Linked DNA regions of Lactuca sativa: region 2 is linked to region 1. A link is a contact called in public Hi-C data. All regions are on one chromosome and are shown on one strand. The core of a region is the stretch at or near the end of the contact, and the rest is flanking DNA. Distances in the headings are between cores, read along the strand shown. Region 1 holds the start of LOC111893728. Region 2 holds the start of LOC111893729 (transcription termination factor MTERF2, chloroplastic).

Region 1 (4,621 bases), core at 725-3,224:
TTTAAAATAAACAACTAAGTAACTACACATATAGTGATAAATAGAAAAAAAAAACAGCGTTTGGTGTTCTTTTGTAAAACAAATAACAAATGATCTTTACCCGACATTAACATGAATTTCATCATCTTCCTCATCACGAAGCCTATAACATCTATTTCAGCTTTGAACTTTGACACGAGGTTTCTTGAGTGCTGGTGGCAATGTTGTTGGTTTTGTTGAATCTGATGTATCAGCCATTTCCACAACTTCATCATCCAACTTTTCATTTTCAGAACTTATTGGTTATTTAATGTATCATGTAACAAATAACACAATAATTTGATTATATTGTTTTCGACATGTACTTTTTTTTGCAACATAACATTTTTGTAAAGGAAACATATTACCAAAAGAACTTAAGTGCCCCGTCGCTTTGCGCGGGTATATATATATATATATATATATATATATATATATATATATATATATATATATATATATATATATATATATATATATATATATATATATATATATATATATATATATATATATATATACACACTCAAAAACAAAAATATAATATCCGTTTTATCCATTTTGTTTTGTGATAATTAAAAATTTTAATGACTTCCAAAAAGTAAGATTCAAATTACTCTTTAAGCGGACTCTACAAAGATCTTACGTGGAATGCTGTCCTACATGGCAAGTGATTATTGGCTAGACACTCGTGTTAATCCGTGTCAAATTGTCAATCTATGAATTGTTTGGTTTCAGAATTTACAAAAAGCCCCTTTCTGTTAAGTCAAAATTCAGAACCACCCCAGCTGGTAACACGAATTTTCATTATAACACAAACTTTACAACCTTGTCAAAGTTCATCCAAAATCTTTTGTATTGAGTAGTCATATGTGTTTTCTCCACGTCGTGCATGAGTGTTCATACTAATAAATAGACAAAACCTATTTATTTTATGCTTCAAAGGTATGCACTCTCAATCACATATGGTAAAAAGGACGGATTTTAATCAGGAGCCCATTAACCCGTCTCATTATTAATATCGAAGACAAATCATAATATTCATAGAACAAACATATATTATATTTAAGTTTAATTTTTATGTATTCTTTGTAGATTTTCACTTTCTTATCACCAACACAATTAATTATATATGAGCCTATGTGGTATTATTATTATTATTATTATTATTATTATTATTATTATTATATGAATGACTAATATATATATGTCTTTTTAAATCCTACTACTAGTCTACTACAATGGTTTTTTTGTTCGAGACTTGAATCTCAACTCATTAAGAAAGAGACTTATTTTCAAACACTTTGATACAAACCTAGTTTTTAAGCAAAACAATCTTGATTGTCATTATCAACCAATGCACATATAACTATTTGTGTATTCTTCTATTTCCAAAAAAATTATATGTGTATTCTAATTGATTACTGATAGATTATTGTATGTCAAATAAATTAATCATCTTCTATAAAAACGATTGAATATGTACACATAATTATCCCTAAACAATAATAAATAAAAATGCATATTCCATAAAAAAGTGACATCCAATGAGAGATCTAAATCGAGTATGTGTAACTTTTTAGGATTAATTTGAAGTGTGTAAATATGTATGTAAATCTATAACAAACTATAGGATGTATTAGTACCTATAAAATTTAGAAGAAATTTTCAATTAGTTAATATATATACAACTTTATTCTACCTTTATCACTTTGAATTGTTTTGGGTCTACCTATAATTGCATTTAGGAAAAAAACTTCTGTTAATTATTATTCATGCGTTAAATTTATTTCATTTCGTTTTTTTCTTTGTAATTAGTGGATTTAGAGTCTATGTTTAGATACACCAAGATGAGTCAAAAACATAATCGAGGTTCATTGTTACTATTTAAGAGTTGTAGGGACTATTTCGAAATATGGGATGAAGATAAAGGGTTCTTTCTATAAAATTTCCTTTTATATGTTCCGTTGTACAGAAGATCTTTTCTAACCGGGGACGTTTACGCGTTATCTCTCCGTTCATGTTAACAATCTCCATCCCCATTTCTCCGATATAAAACCCTAGGACACTAACTCTCCACCCATTAGATCAAATCTCTACCAAATCATACGCTGTAAGTACTTGATCTATCTTATTAATCTGGTTATGTCTATTTTCATCCAAAATTGAATTGTTTTTCTCGAAAAAGTCGATGTAGAAAGTTTCAAATAAGCTGCTATATGACTCGATCTGTACTGATTTTTTAACTGGTGGTGGTATTGTTGTGTTTTCATGCCGATGCTTGAGTTTTATGTTTAGATTGGTTGTGGATCTGTTGATGTGTGTGCATGATTATTTAGATCGGTTGGTCAACGACGCTCAAACTGATTTCCGTCTCTAGTTATGTCCTTCATTGTATCTCATTTCTCAATGATTTAATTTCTAATAGAATGAGAAGATTAAGAGGTTGCATTACTTGAAAGTCAATGAATTGAATTTTTTTTATTTGCTACTTTATGGTGATCTGGAGTAATTGAAATGAAAATGATTTATTATTTTAGGAAAATTTAGATGTTAATCAAAGTTCTGCAATGCTGATACCTGATAAAGCCCAGCATGTAGTGCAATGAGTTATCGTTTTACTTGTATACATTGTGTGTTTTAATCTATTAGAACATTGTCAACTGAAAGAATTTTTTTTATCAATACCTTGGATACGTGCTGGAATTGCTGATCTTGTTTTGTTTTGTTAAAATTGTCTCCAATATTCATGTATGTTTGATTGTTTGTGTTGTGTCACATGTTCGGCATGCAGTTGATGAATGAATCTTTGCTCACTTACAATGTAATCTAATGGTTGGTTTTACATAAATGACTTAACAGCAGGTTGGGTGTCACTATGGGAGGCGGTTTTAGAGTGTTACATCTGGTTAGACCATTTCTTGCATTCTTGCCAGAAGTCCAAAGCGCAGATAGGAAAGTTCCCTTCAGAGAGAAAGTCATATACACTGTGATCTCTCTTTTCATCTTCCTGGTGTGCAGTCAGCTTCCTCTGTATGGCATCCATTCAACAACTGGTGCAGACCCTTTTTACTGGATGCGTGTTATTCTGGCTTCCAACCGTGGGACTGTGATGGAGTTGGGTATCACTCCCATTGTGACTTCTGGACTTGTCATGCAGCTATTGGCTGGGTCAAAGATTATCGAAGTGGACAACAATGTTCGTGAGGATCGTGCACTATTGTGAGTCTGATAATAGTTAAAATTTATTATTTCATATCTCATGATATATTTAATTGGAACTTGTGATATTTGTAGGAATGGTGCTCAGAAGTTGCTGGGAATCTTGATTGCGGTTGGTGAGGCTGTGGCTTATGTTCTATCAGGAATGTATGGCAGTGTTGGTCAACTTGGTGTTGGGAATGCTATTCTGATCATTGTTCAGCTATGTTTTGCTGGGATCATTGTCATATGTTTAGATGAACTCCTCCAGAAAGGATATGGCCTTGGTTCTGGAATTTCATTGTTCATAGCCACTAATATCTGGTAAGCTTGCTTAGGCTGTGTTGTTTTGTGAATTAAATTGTTGTTTGGGATTACTGAGTTTGTTAAAAGATGGATGGAAATTTTGATAACATGATGCAGTGAAAGTATCATCTGGAAAGCATTTAGCCCAACAACCATAAACAGTGGACGTGGTGCTGAATTTGAGGGTGCAGTTATTGCACTATTCCATCTTTTGATTACTCGGTCAGATAAAGTTCGGGCACTCCGGGAAGCTTTCTACCGACAAAATCTTCCAAATGTGACAAATCTACTGGCTACTGTTTTAATCTTCCTGATTGTCATCTACTTCCAAGGCTTCCGGGTAGTCTTGCCTGTGAGGTCCAAGAATGCCCGTGGTCAACAAGGCTCTTATCCCATCAAGCTCTTCTACACTTCCAACATGCCAATCATTCTTCAATCCGCACTTGTTTCCAACCTTTATTTCATCTCTCAGGTATATATTATATAATTATAATTTGAATGAAGTCTTTATTTGTGTTGCTTATATTATTTGCTTGATTGGCAGTTGCTACACAGAAAATACAGTGGAAATTTCTTGGTTGATCTATTGGGAAAGTGGAAGGAGTCTGAATACTCTGGCCAGTCTGTCCCTGTTGGCGGCATTGCTTACTATGTCACTGCACCTTCAAGGTAACTGTAAATGTGATATTATTTATTTTTATTAAGACTAAAATTTTGGTTATCCTTATTGGAAATTTTGAGTAAACTAGCAATGGGACAATTTCAAGATTTGGACTGAAGCTGCAATTTTGTATAATTTACTGATTTGTTAGTTTTGAGTGGTTTGATTAATGTTGTGTTGATTGATTGATGGATCAGTTTGGCGGATATGGCAGCAAATCCATTCCATGCTCTTTTCTACTTGGTGTTCATGCTGACAGCTTGTGCACTTTTCTCAAAAACTTGGATTGAAGTTTCCGGATCATCTGCTAGAGATGTGGCCAAGCAACTGAAGGTATGCTACTAATATGTTTTAAAATAATGTATAAGAAAAAAGAAAGTATAATATGCTGTAAATGAAAGTAGGTTGGTATTTGTTGCATGAATAATAATAAAA
Region 2 (4,621 bases), core at 1,512-4,011, 160 kb before region 1:
TGTTATTTACTTTGTATTCTATGTTATATGGACCACATACTTTGTAAACACTTTCTTTCTAATGAAATGGTTGTTTATTACTTTGATCACTATGATGCGTGACTTGTGATACTAAACATGACGTCCTCTACCCCCGAACATTTCCGCCGTTCCGATTTTGGGGTGTGACAGTTTCAGACAACTTGTTCTATTCTATTCAGTCTTACCAAACACTATACAGATTATTTGTCCTGTCCTGTCCATTCCTGTTCAGTCCAATCCAGTCCAATTCTGTTCTATCCAGTTCTTCTGCCAGACGATACCTAACCGACAAAGAAAATGGGTTCCTACCCAGTCGCCACGCCGTGGCAACCTAAGGCTACGCCGTAGGGACTGGTCTGGACAACTTAATCCATTAAGCCATTTTCCTACAACTCCAAGAGCTCCAAATCTCAGATCTAGTCCTTACCATGGTCTTGATGGATAAAGTTTCCAACTTTATCTATGAAGACACATCAATAAGTCAAGATCCCAAACCCTAATTCCTTAAAGGTGACTGGATGAATAAAGACACTCATTAAGCACCCTATCTCTAGAGTTACTCACCCAAAGTTTCTAGAAGGGGGTTTCTTACACCTAATAAGCCATAAAATCGTAGCTTTATGGACATGCATGTCCCTTCCATTTTAGGTCAAAAACATGGCAATAACGAAAGCTTGAGCATAGGACCACAAACTCCATAGATCCTTAGATCTGGAACATATGACACTAGAATGACCACATAGATCCATAAAGTTGTCAACTTTATGAGATCTAACCTTCCAAAAAAAAGGGCTAGATCTAAAGACAAGTATCATAAATATTAGATCTTGAAAGGTTAGCAATGGAGGCTAGGGTTTTCTCTTAGAGGCTGAAGGAGAATGATTCAAGCTGAGGGTGGGCAACCCTAGCCATCACATTCCCCTAAATAGGGGCTCAAACCCCGGATTACAGTTTGCCATTAAACAGAGGCCGCGTCGTGGGACTCCATCACCACACCGTAGCCACCGGAAATCCAACATCCAAAGTATTAAATCAATTAAAAGAAACATACCCAAAATTTGGCGTTACAAATGATCCCTTCTTCTTTAAGTCACCAAGACACCACTAAAAGTTTAAGAACTTGTAAATGGGGATAAAGTTTCGTTTGAATGGAGTGGAGGCTGACGAGTATACCATAGGACATGAGTTAAGATCCTTAAATATGGAGAGAAACCTAAAATTTGTGGGCTTGGGCTGCAACCCTCCTCACGACGTGACCATCCTCTTGTCACTTCGTGACAAGCCCTCATGGATACACATTTCATTTTTAACTTGTCACGTCATGACACCCGATTTTACCCAAAAACTTTGCCTTTGAATCCTTGATGCCCTAAACCGATTTGTTCTGGAAACTAGGTGTTACACTTTTTGTCCACATTTGACCATTTAACTTGTTTTTTTTGTTCACATTCAGTCCTTATAACTGGCTACTCCAGGTTAAGCTGGAAAAATGACTTAATAGGGTAATATATTTTTCAGTTTGTACACATTTAGTCCTTATGACCAATTTCTTCAGATTTTGTTCATGACATCCTATATAGGACAATTATTAATGAGGTGTTCTCATACATGACTCGTCCTTCACTTATATCAGCAACCTAATTCACGAATCGGTCAAAAATAACAGTGCACTATTTTCTCCAAGCAGAAGATGTCTTCGACTTTGGTTTCATCTATCTCCATAGCGGACAACAAGATTTTTTGTGATTCTTTCCTCCTGACTCGAAATTGCACTTCTAAGACAAAAGAATTAAGGAAGATGCTAAACGAATTTGCATTTCCAAGATAAAAGAACACCTTGATAAAAAGTTTCATCTATCTCAATAGCAGACAACGAGATTTTTGTGATTGCTTACTCCCAACTTGAATTTACATTTTCAAGACAAAAAAATCTTGTTGTCTGCTATAGAGATAGATGAAACCGAATACGAACACATATTTTGTTTGGAGAAAAATAAGACATCAACATTATTTGACCGATTAATGAATTAGGTTACTGATATAAGTGAATGACAAGCCACATATGAAAACACATCATTAATGATTATCCAATGTAGAATGTCATGAACAAAATCTGAAGAAACTGATCATAAAAACTAAGTATGTACAAAAACATTAAAGACTTACATACTGATATTTGGAGTAGTTTTTTGTTCCAAATCAAAAAGTTAAAGACTAAGAGGGTGTTTGGGATTGCTTTTGAAAAGGATTTTTGGCTTTTTGGAAAAGCTAAAAGTAAAAAAGATGTTTGGTAATTTAAGAAGTCATTTTTAGATCAACTTTTTGTGACTTTTGGCAGGAACAAAAATGGGCTATTTCAAAAGTCATAAATTAGTGACTTTTTGTGACTTTTAGGATTTTAGCCTTTAACTTTTCAAAAGATAAACCAAACACATTTTAAAATCATCTTTTGTAAAAAACCAAAAGCCAAAAAGATCTTTTGTATAAAAAGATTTTTTAGCCTAAAAAGCAACCCCAAACACCCCTTAAATATATACAAACATTAAAGACTTATGTGGATAAAACACAAGTTAAAAGGTTAAATGTAAAAATAATCAATAATTAAATATATACAAATCCAAAAGTATATTAATTAACTTTTTAAGTCATTTTCTTTTAAGAAAATAAACTATTCTTCCATGTAAAACAAATAAACTAAAAAAAAAAATAAAAAAAAATATAAAGACACTTTTTTAAGATGCTCCGTTCCAGACCTCCTCTACCCCGGTGATCAGTGTCGTTATGAACTCCGAAGAAAATTAGAGACGAAATGTGTCTTATCCAAAATGATCTCTTCCCAACAAAGTTATCCCCTCCACCAGGTCGCCACCCTTCGCTTCCCCATTTCCGCCACCATCGCCTCCCTCGCCTTCACCCGCCACCACTTGCCACCCATATCCGCCTCCTCTCTCCACCATCCCCACTCCCAACAGGAAATTACTCCAAATTCTAACCCCACAATCACTTCAACCAACCAAGATAAAATTCTCCGAACACACAACGCAAAATCCACCTCCCTCCTCTTGTCAACAAACAAAACTTCTTCCAAATCCCCAAATCCAAGTGGGTATGACTATGATGAAATGTCGAAGCTTCTGGAGTTGTCAATGGCTAAAAAAAGGACCCCTCAATTTCCAGGCTCAATCTACGTCCAATCTCCGGAAGACGTCGATGTAAACTCTTCTTTGCCTGAAATCAAAGAAGTGTTTAATGGAGAAAACGATGATTACGATTATGAAGTGATTTTGAGGGCACTTGAGATTAGGAGGGAAGTGACGTTAGAAATTTTCAAGGAAGCTATGAGAAAAGGGAAATTTGGGATCACTTATTCTACGAATTTGGCTTCAAGATTGTTCCCTGAGTTCATTGACTACGTTATGATCCAAGCCGCCTCAATGAAACAGTTGCCTGAATACGCTAATTCGTCTTTTAATGTTCGTGCCAAAGCTTGCTTAGAGACCTCCAATGTCGTCCCTCTAATAAGGTAAAGCATTAAAACAACAAGTATTTGAATATTCTATGACATAGCCATCAATTATATACAAAATTCAATGCTCAAGCTCTATGTTTAGGGTCTTCCAATCTGCCATATTAATATTAGTCTTTGGTTGCCTTTTAACAAGTAGGATGATTAGTTTTGTGTGGGTATATAATTCCCTCTTTAACAAATTAACAGTAATAGCAACTTGATGTTCCTAAAGTACCCTACTTCATTTGGGTGTTTAGGATCTTTGCAATTTGCATCATCATACAAGTCCCATATCATGTAAAGATAGACCAATGTAATTCCAAATTGAAAAACTGAAAAAGCTTACACCTTTAGTGTTCTTTACTCTTTACTCTTGTAGGTGGCTAAAACATAATGGATTATCATATCCCCAAATCGGGAAGCTAATGTGCAGTGCAAGAGGAAATATAGACTCAATTAGGAGTACATCCGAGTGGCTTAAGTCAATTCATGTGGATGGGAGATTTATTGGGGTTGCATTACTTAGAGCAGGAAAGAATATATTGGAGAGGGAGATTGAAGAGTTGGATGAGATAGTTTGTTACTTGGAAATGAATGGAGTTAGAAGGGAGTGGATGGGTTATGTGATTAGTAGGTGTCCAGAACTTTTGTCTTTTAGCATGGAAGAACTCAAGATCCGAAAAGATTTTTATTTTGATATGGGTATGAATGAGAGAGATTTCGGGACAATGGTTTTTGATTTCCCCAAAGTTCTTGGATTCTATTCTCTTGAGGAAATGAACCAAAAGGTATGTGAAGTTTGTACCTTTTTAAAGTGCTAAATGCAATAAATAGCAGCGTACTATTATTAATTTGTTTATTAATGATAGGATTTTAAAAAGTTTAATGTCTCTATAAGAAAAAAAATTGAAAGTACAATGCCTTAAGAAGAAAAATAAAAAATAAAAGTACAATGTTGTAACAGAAAGAAGTGAAAGTGAAATCTTATAATACACAAATGAATGAAAGTACGTTACTGTTTCTTACATTTAGCCCTTTTTCAAACCATGTGTTCTCACTATCATGAACACTATGAGATCCATTTACTTAACG

What was found. Hi-C and Micro-C count contacts between places; a contact is called where the count stands out from the background.
Region 2: a Hi-C map of seed shows a contact between it and region 1, with 4 times the contacts expected there. The contact joins the promoter of LOC111893729 here to the promoter of LOC111893728 in region 1. A contact is called at or near these places in 2 of 4 Hi-C or Micro-C datasets (leaf and seed).

Annotation. Positions count from the first base shown.
Region 1 is chr1:185,359,611-185,364,231 of Lsat_Salinas_v11, reverse strand. LOC111893728 reads left to right here and starts at 1,974. Exons shown (of 7, transcript XM_023889794.3): 1 at 1,974-2,131; 2 at 2,881-3,240; 3 at 3,316-3,543; 4 at 3,643-3,997; 5 at 4,070-4,194; 6 at 4,384-4,519. The coding sequence starts at 2,897.
Region 2 is chr1:185,522,884-185,527,504 of Lsat_Salinas_v11, reverse strand. LOC111893729 (transcription termination factor MTERF2, chloroplastic) reads left to right here and starts at 2,761. Exons shown (of 6, transcript XM_023889795.3): 1 at 2,761-3,544; 2 at 3,909-4,317. The coding sequence starts at 2,847.